Linked DNA regions of Gossypium hirsutum: region 1 is linked to region 2. The links are chromatin contacts, called in public Hi-C maps. All regions are on one chromosome and are shown on one strand. The core of a region is the stretch at or near the end of the contact, and the rest is flanking DNA. Distances in the headings are between cores, read along the strand shown. Region 1 holds the start of LOC107957314 (NLR family CARD domain-containing protein 3). Region 2 overlaps LOC107957312 (a long non-coding RNA gene).

Evidence for each region. A called contact is a pair of places that touch in the nucleus more often than the background predicts.
Region 1: a contact with region 2 is called in a Hi-C map of leaf, with 3 times the contacts expected there. The contact joins the promoter of LOC107957314 here to the enhancer-like site in region 2. A contact is called at or near these places in 12 of 34 Hi-C or Micro-C datasets (anther, callus, hypocotyl and 2 more).

The regions. Positions count from the first base shown.
Region 1 is chrA05:74,369,214-74,373,888 of Gossypium_hirsutum_v2.1, reverse strand. It overlaps LOC107957314 (NLR family CARD domain-containing protein 3), which reads right to left and starts at 1,784. Exons shown (of 18, transcript XM_016892818.2): 1 at 1,484-1,784; 2 at 1,124-1,391; 3 at 455-667; 4 at 99-157. The coding sequence starts at 1,525.
Region 2 is chrA05:74,579,878-74,584,660 of Gossypium_hirsutum_v2.1, reverse strand. It overlaps LOC107957312 (a long non-coding RNA gene), which reads right to left. Exons shown (of 2, transcript XR_001700406.2): 2 at 2,228-2,558. Among protein-coding and RNA genes, the nearest start is that of LOC107957312, 3.5 kb to the right of the region's middle. Within about 2 kb of position 1,795, at least 3 of the 9 cell types and tissues checked have an H3K27ac peak or open chromatin away from gene starts, as enhancers often do. A contact at or near this core is called in leaf, where this site is marked.

The DNA of each region.
Region 1 (4,675 bases), core at 535-3,034, 210 kb after region 2:
AGGATCTTACAGGATAAGATAAAACACCTCATTCATAATAATGGACACAAAGAAAATAATAAAACAAGATAGTAAAATAAAGACTAGGAAAGCATAACCTGATTGTAACCTAAGCTCTCGGCAAGAAAAAACAGTCCTTCATCTCCAAAGTTGCGTCCTAATAAAAATGTATAGTAAGGTTTATCATGTTTCGTTCACATGAAATGAATCCACATGCAGTAAAAAATATATTGCATCTTAAATCCAACTGGATAACTTGCTAACAATGCTAAGGAAAGAAACTAATTACATCACAATGAAAACTTTTAAAAGACTAGTAGACCATTTCTACCGTCCATTAACTGCATCTTGGATTTTCGTGGCTGCATCATTAAACTCAGACATGAAAAGTGAATAGGATTAAAATAGGTGCTTCACTTTTTCTATGGAAATAGTCTACAATCAGTCAGCATACCTGACATATCAACACTGCTGAATGCCCTAAGTTCCTTGGCAAACTCATTGAGTGTCAGCTTTGACTGTCTATCAATCTTAGCAGTAACACTTGACAATAGATTTGTTCCTGCGGCAAAAGACCACTTCACTCCTTGTGAAGGAGATTTATTTTCAACAGATGAAGACCTAGATGGCTTCGGCATAAGGAGTTTCTCCACCAATTTCCATAAAACTGTCAGCTGAAGACATCAATTAGGGTACATGTAGGATAAACATAACAAAGAATATGTGCTGCACTCGTGTAAACATTCCGTACAAAGCCTAACGCAGTCCCAATAAAAGGAAAAGAAAGATTCCAAAATGCCATTCATATGCCTAGCGCAACAGAAAGAAATAGTAAGGTATAAAAGCTGACAACACGTTGGCTTAAAGACTAAAATAAATGCTAAAGTCGGATTAAAAATCAAATGCCATTAAAAAATGTAATGCTTATAGCTATGGCCTGAGTAAGCAATCAAGAAAAACCAGAGCGCTGGTAAATTTTCATTGTGCTCAACCAAATTGGGGAATTTCAACAACCTCATCCAAATTATTGACGAAACTCATGAATTTATACATAAGAATGCAATCAGTTAGATTCTTCCAAATTCACCATCCACTAGAAAAGAAGAGAAACGGAAATCCATACCAAAAGTAGCGGCGATAAAAACGCCAGCGGGCGCCAGAAATGTTGCAATCTGCTTCACCGGAGCACTACTGAGAGGCTGCTGCGCCTGCGACTCTCCGTAAACACGCCGCCTCGCGCCTCCCTCCGCACCGTACGCTGCCGTTACCACCAATCTCTTGGACCTGGAGTAACGTCTCCTAGTAATAAACCAAGCAGAATCATGACCAAGACAGCGGCCGTAGTCCGAAGCCAACGCTTGAAGGCCAAGCATCTGCTTCTTCGGAAGAACCTGAGAATAACGAAACATATAAACAAATAGAGTAAGCTTCACCTTTCGAGAGACCGAAGAGATTAAGAAAAAGAGTGAGCGCGTGTAATTACCTTGGGATGAGAGTATAGAGGGAGAGTGGAAGTGAGGGCCATGGAAGTGGAGGTTAAATGCGCATAAGGGTAGAGAGGCTGCTATCTTGCACCTACCGATTGGACTTTACAGTTTACAGAGAAGAAGAAGAAGAAGGGATAGGAGCGGCGAACAGAGCGACAGTATCTCCAGAATGTTGTCTAATTATAAAACCAAAAAACTAAAAATAAAAGCATATGGACTTTGCAAAGTTTGCATTAAACAAACAAGACTTTTCGGGTTGGGTTTATCTTGATCCCTAAAAGAATTTGATGATTTTCTGTCCGGGTCAGGCCGGCTTAACCTATTTAATAATTCTCTCAATAATTTTTTTTATTTTATATAATAATTGGATGTCATTTATATATATTTATTTAGATTTTCTAAAAATTGATAAAATTATATATCTATTTTTTAAAATTTTATAATAAAATCATACATATTTTATGATCATTTTTAAATTTGATCGAATAATTAAAAATAAATTTTAATTTAATTTAATTTAATTTATAATCATAATCACAATTCTTTTTTTTTAAATCTAATGATAAGAAATTCAAATAGTAAGATAATATTATTTATATTTACGATGAATTTTAAATTTAAATTTAATATTAAGATAAATACTATTTAAATATGAAGATATTTTAATTAATTTTATTTATATTTAAGATTAATTTTAATTTTAATTTTAATTTTAATTAAATAATGCAAATATTAAGATTATTTATTTTTATGATAATTTTTATATTATATTATATTTTAAAATTTTGAATGTTAAACTATATTGTTTGAGAATAAATGAAATTATGCCAATTGAATTTTAGCTCAATTAGTATGGGTTAGAGATAAACTATGCCTAATTTTAAGCATTGTATAAAAAAATAAAAGAAATTATATTATTTAATTAAATTTATTATAAAAAATTTTGGGTTAATGTCGATGCTTGTACTTTGATAAAATGTTGAACGTGATATTTGTACTTTGAAAATGTCCAATGCTATTTGATTTATTAATATATGTTTTATTATAGTCTTGGTGTTAACACTATTAGTAAATTGCTAAATCAACCAATGAAATTTAAATACGTACATTTTCTTTTCAAAATTATTAAGTCGACATGAATAATATAAAATCATGTGAAAAGCTAAATAAAACCCAAAAAATTGTATAAAAACAAAAAATTAAATTAAATTAAAAATAACTAAATGTATGGTTAATAAAAATTAAATATTAAACTTACATGAAAGTTCATTTTCATGGATAATTAAAAAATTATTTAAAAATTAAATAAAAATATTTTTTTTGGTGAATTACAATAACAGAGTAAAACCCGAAAAACAAATGCGACTAGCACGACTCAAACCGAGGCCACACCTAGGACGATAAACACTCTTGACCATCAGGCCATCACATGGAGATTACAAAATAATTATTTTAAATTGAAAACTCTTTGATGAAGATGGTCATTTATTTAAATGAAAATGATGATCTTGTTGTTTTCGTAAGTTTAGTATTTATTTCTTTTTTATTAACTATATGTTTAGTTATTTGCTTTTTAAATTAATTTTTTTTGTTTTATTTAGGTTTTCACATAATTATATTATCCATGTGGACTTGATTGTTTGGAAAAAAATTGTATGTGTCGAATTTTTATTGACTAGTTTAGCAATTCAGTGTTAAGATCAAGTACCATAATAAAAACACATATTGATAGTTCAAGTAGGTACCACATTAGACATTTTATGAAAATACAAGTACCATAAAGAAAATACATATTGATAATTCAAGTACCATATTGAATGCATGCAAAAGACATATACCACATTGAATATTCTATGAAACTGCAGGTATCAAATAAGATATTATGTCAAAGTTTTATAACTATTATCTCTTGAATAATTAAATGATAATTTTTTAAAAATCTAATGATAAGAATTTTAAATTAATTGGGATGTATAAAAAAATTTAATCAATTGTTTTGTATAATTGAAAAAAAAAACCATAAAAAAACATTTGTGGAAGATCATTTATAAGATGTATAAATAAAAAATTGATATTAACCAACTGAGTCTTTTTTCGACTGGTTTGGCCAATATTACCAATGAAGGAGGACGTGAGTTTGAGTACGCTGAAACACATTATATTCCTATTTATGAATTGGGGAGGAGCTATAGATAGTTCTAGGTAGGGGTGTTCATAGTTCGATTAAAATCGAATTAATTACCAAACCAATCTAATTTGGCTAATCAGTTTATTGCCGAATGTAGTTCGATCGGAGGTTGGTTAATGATTTTTTAAAATTTCAGTTATCAGTTAATCTAGTTCGAAATCAGAGAATTAACCAAGTTAACCAAATTAACCAAAATAAATATTATGTATTATATATAATAAATTTTTATATTAGCAATGTATTTTTTGAACTATTATTTTTTATATTAATCGAAATAACTAATATATATTATGTATATATTTTTTATTTAATCATACACATTTAAAGAAACAAATATATTAATTTATTTTTATATTGGATAAATATAATTATTTATGTATGTAATATATAAACATAAAATGATGTTATATCGATAATTATGTTAATAATATACAAAGATTGAATCAAATCAAAATTTCATATATAAAATTACACAAAATCAAAGTTCATTTATACAATTGAATATTAAACTATAGTTCATGTATAGTTTTAGAATTTATCCGTTTCATCTTCCTCATAACTAAATATAATGTAATAAATATTTATATTTATTGATAAGTATTTTATATTTGAAATTGATTTATTTTCATTTATTTAATACATAAATATATTTTGTATATATATATTAAATATTTTTTCAAAATAGTGATTAGTCTAAAATAAAACAACAAAATAGACTGATTCCAATATGTATCTATATAGATAAAAAAAAATTATATATGTATTGATGCGGTATTGAGTAACTTAATATAAACCCTAATCTTTAATTTGTGTGCGGCGCAAGAACAAAAACTTAACTATTTTTCCAACATTTCTTTTTCTTTATTTTTTTTTTTGGAATTTTTTGAAGGATAATAAATAGGTATAATAAGATGAATATAATATATATCAACAAGTAATATCTATATGAGAGCTGTCCATTCTGGCCTAGCACAAAGACCCGCCCGAAAATTAGAAGGGT
Region 2 (4,783 bases), core at 546-3,045:
GTGTGCACTATGGTTTATTTGGCATGCACGAAATTGTTGTGATTATGATAGTGCTATTATTCAGATACATGTTATAATCTGTAAGGTAGAGTCCTATCTTATGGATTTGGATGCGGTACAAGAGAAGTTACCTAGTCATCTGATTGGGGTTGAGAGATGGAGGCCTTCAGACGGATGCAGCCTGAAAATTAATTTTGATGCTACGTATCGTGCCCCTTCCAAGGCTTCCTGTAGGAGGATTGTTTTTAGAAATGGTCAAGGATCTATAATCGCCTCGCACATAGTGATTAATAGGAACATACCTTCGGCTTTTGTTGTGGAGGCCCTTTAATGCCTTCAAGCTGTTAGCTTGGGACTGGATCTTGGCTTTCAAGATGTGGTTGTTGAAGGAGATGCCCTAATAGTTATTCTTAAGGTTCTTTCCCCTATGTCTGATAACTCAGTCCTTGGAGCTTACATTAGGGATAATAAACTGTGGGTTAGGTCTTTTCGACGGTGTGTTTTTAAGCATATGCTTCGTGAAGGGAACATAGTGGCCCATTTATTAGCTATAGAGATTTTGAAGGGTGGGAATAGTTATTACCTAAATGGGCGAGTGCTTGATTTTACGCTATTGGCAGTGGAGAGTGATCAACGGTTTGTATTTAGAGGCAAGGAAAGGGGAATGGGGAGGACTTTGTGGGGCACGTTTAGATGAGGATTGATTTGGAAGGAAAGTGAGAGCTGAGGGGACTCGAATGGTTTTTGATGGGTTTTGGAAAGGGTGAGTTTCGTCTTTGGGGAGTCTCGGAAGTTGCTTGTGTGCTAGATTTCTTAGATTTGGACGCTTAAAGGGTCTTGATTAGACCTGCTCATGGGTCGGGCTACTCGGCCCGGCCCGAAGGCCAGCCTGAAATGTAGGAGGGTTTGGGCAAAAATATAAGCCTGAAAAATGGGTTTGGACAAAAAATAAGGCCTGTTTAAAAAATGGGCCGGGCCTCGGGTAAGGTATTTTTGGCCCGGGCCCGGCCCGGCACGAATTCACTAAATGACAAAAAAATCTGCTATTTTTTGTTTTGTTTTTGAATGTTATTTTCTTGTTGTTTTCTCCCTATTTTGCTACCATATTACTATTAGTTGCTACTATTTTGTTGTTATTGTTTGGATATTGTATAAAACTTATTTTATTATTAATTTTGTTATTATTTTAAAAGTATTTGTTAATTTTGTTATTATTTTAGAGGTATTTGCTTGTTAAGTTGCACCTATCTTAGTGCTATTTAAGTTTACATATTTTTTAAAATTTATTTTCAATTTGTTGGAAAATATTTATTTTAATTTTTTTAGTATTTTTGATGTATTATATATATTTAAAAATTATATAAAAATAAATACGGGCGGGCCGGGCCGAGCCCAAATTTTAGTATTTTTATTTGGGTCGGGCTTAAGAAAAATTTTAGACCCGTTCTTTAGGCCCGGCCCGGCCCATGAGCACCTCTAGTCTTGATGTTTGGGAATTGGGATAATCGTTGCTGGTTGCTTTGCTGGTGGCGTTTCAGCTGCTCTTTTGTTGAACAACCAGCTGGTTTTGGGGAACAGCTCATCGTTGGAACTGATTGCTCTTTATCGTCTGCTGTTTAAGCTGTTCTTTGCTGGGCTTTCTTTTGGTTTGTTTTATTGGCTTTATGTTTGGGTTATTTCCTGTTTTGGGTTTGATTTGTTGGACTTCTTTTTATTCTGTTTTGTTTTAATATTAGCCCAGCTTCCTTAAAAAAAAAAGTTCATCCGCCGCCCCATCAAGAACCGGAATAACACACGACACTTCAAGTCTTCTCTTTGCTCTCTCTTTTCCATGGATTTCTTGTCTACCACAGCCATTAAAGCTGCTTCTTCGTTTTCGTGCTGTTCATTGTTATTTGCTATCTCTCAAACCCAAATCAAGCCCAAAACCACTCCTTTTCAACTTCCATGGAATACCCTGAGTCCATCAAAGCTTCTTCTTCAAGTCCCTCAAATGCATTCAATCTCCTCCTGGTTCTCTTCCTTCAAAGCCCACTTCGTTTTCATGCTCTGCTGTTACATAGTTTCCAACCCAGACGCTCATCTCCTACGCGAAAATTCTGTTGAAATTCTTCATCTCCCACGCCCAAAAACCGCTGTTCAATCGTTAATCATTTGAAAAACTTTGAAATTTTGCTGTTACACAGTCTCCAAACACTTGCATTTGCGTTGTCTTTTGGGTTCAATGTTTGAGAAACAAATTTGATTTATTTAGATGGAAAATGTAGACTAATTTTGTTATACATGTATAGACCCTACAGAGGAACTTCTCTATAAAAGCTTCCATCTGAGCTAACAGACATTCTTTACAAATTTTCTCTCATCCTTTACTACGATTATCTTCTCCCTCCTCTCCCCGACTGATTCGAACCGGGTCATATGTTGCACGGCCCGAGTTTGACTCGATGCCCAAATGCACTCTGAAGGGAACAGTAGACTCTGAGTTGACAGCGGTTTCGGCGAAAGGGTTCTGCTCTTGCTTGGTTTCGGTTCTCGATGGTGCGGCGCCCAAGGAAGTGCTGCAATTAAAAATAGGAGAAAATAAAATATTTAAATGCATGTAGTGGAGCCGGAAAGAAACAAAAAATAGTGGGAATGTTATGCAATTTTAACTGAAGTGATTAAAATAAAAATTTTATAATGTAAATATTTTTATTTTAAATGCTTAAAATGAAATTTTTGAAAAATTGAGTGATTATATATGTACTTTACCCTTTGTGATATCATATAAATTACTTAATTTTTATTTGAACTTATTAATTTCAAATTATAGTAATTATTATACTTTTAATTTTTGTATTAACTTGTATGACTTTTTTTTCTTTGCACAACTTGTAAAATTTTCCTTTTATTTCAAAAATGCCTTTAGTTCTTTTTTATTCTTTTTACTATATATTATATATAATTTTTACATGCATTTTGTAATTATGATTTTCTATGAAAATATTTTAAAATCATTATTGGTGTGAGTTATTTTCATTGAAATAATTTAAAATTTATTTACTTCAAAAATCATTTTTACTCATCCTTTTCGGTTTTTCCTTTTAAAGGCAATAATTTCAATAACAGTTATTTTTTATTTCAATTTTTATGAATATTTACCTTAATAATTATGTCTATTGAAATAGTAATTTAAAACATAATTTTTTAAAAAAAATTCAAAATTTTTCTTTAAACAAAATAATATATTTATTTGAACAAAAAAAGGACCATAAGAATCAAAACTAATTCATTCAAATAGCATCACAGATTACAGCATTATGAATATCTTTAAACAAAATAATATATTATTAATTAAAAATCTGGGTTAAGTTGGGTTATATGAATCTGAAACTATGATGTCAAATCGAACCTAATACTTTGTAGAACATTTTATGAATTAAAAACAGCCATGCAAGTGTCTTTCACATAAGAATTCCTTTTCTATGATTAATACGTCTTTTATATTCTATTCATCAAAATTTAAAATTGTTCAAATTAAATTTCTCCTTTGTTCATGGGACGCATATGATTCTGCGATATTATATATATATATTTTTAAGGAATTATGCATTTGCAATAATAAAGATATATGTCAGCATGCATAAATAATAATATTGATACTAATTAAATTAAAATTCAATCATTAATAATAATTTAATTTCTAAAATACAACTATTTATATTGAATCAGATTATAAACTCATCTATCCCCCCACATTAAAAAAAACAAAAACTATAATCCTCATAAAAACACCCAACCAAAGGTATTCTCCGCAATCAACTTGAAACATAAGTAGGCAGACAAATTGATTATCACCCATACCTAACAATAAAGCTGTCCCCAAATCTATACCAAACTTCAATGACAAATCTAATTACCTTGAGTCTCTACAATATTTGGAATTCATCTTCCCTTCCCTAATGTTTCAATTGCTTAAATATTCAAATTTTAAAAAAATAATTTGAGTGAAAAGTTGTTGCTCCATAAACAATCCAAATTCCTCAACTTGAGAACAAATAAATACAAACATTTTTTAAAATATATTGTTTTGCTTCTCAATCCCTATAAATAAATAGCATTATAAAAAACAACTAAATTAACCCTATAATATTGTTAAGCTTAATCTAAAGTTTTTTAGGGTTGTTGGGTTTCCTCTTCATCTTCCTATTTTTCTTCTTCTCCGACTTCACCTTTTTCTTTGCTTTTCTCTTTTTATTTTTTATTTAGCTTTCGCTTTAACTAAATAACCCTATTTACTAGTCTTCAGCTATTAGGTACTAGAAGTATATATACTATATATATATATAGATTATAACATCAAATAATAACCTTGAATTTCTTTACTTAAAAATAAATTTATTTACAAGTATTAAATTTAATACATTGTCATTGTATAAATCTATGCACACCGATGATTTAGATGATAACACATCATCACTTTACTTTATTTCTAATAATGTATCATCGTTAAATTCACTTATTTCATTAATGATACAAAATAGTATGCATTCAGTTATCAAATATTAGTTCTTTAAAAAATAATAAGTAATGAAGAACAATGCTTGGTGAAGGTAATGGGGCTGATCTGATGATGTCTACTAGTGAAGGTAATGGGGTTGAAACTCATATTTTAGATGATCAAATCACCAAGAAGGTGAGGTTCAAGGATACACATGCTGATTCGGACAAGTCGAGGGATATGGATTTCTCTAATGAGTAGACCTTATCTTGAAAGGATAGGCTAGTGGGCAAGGGACAATCG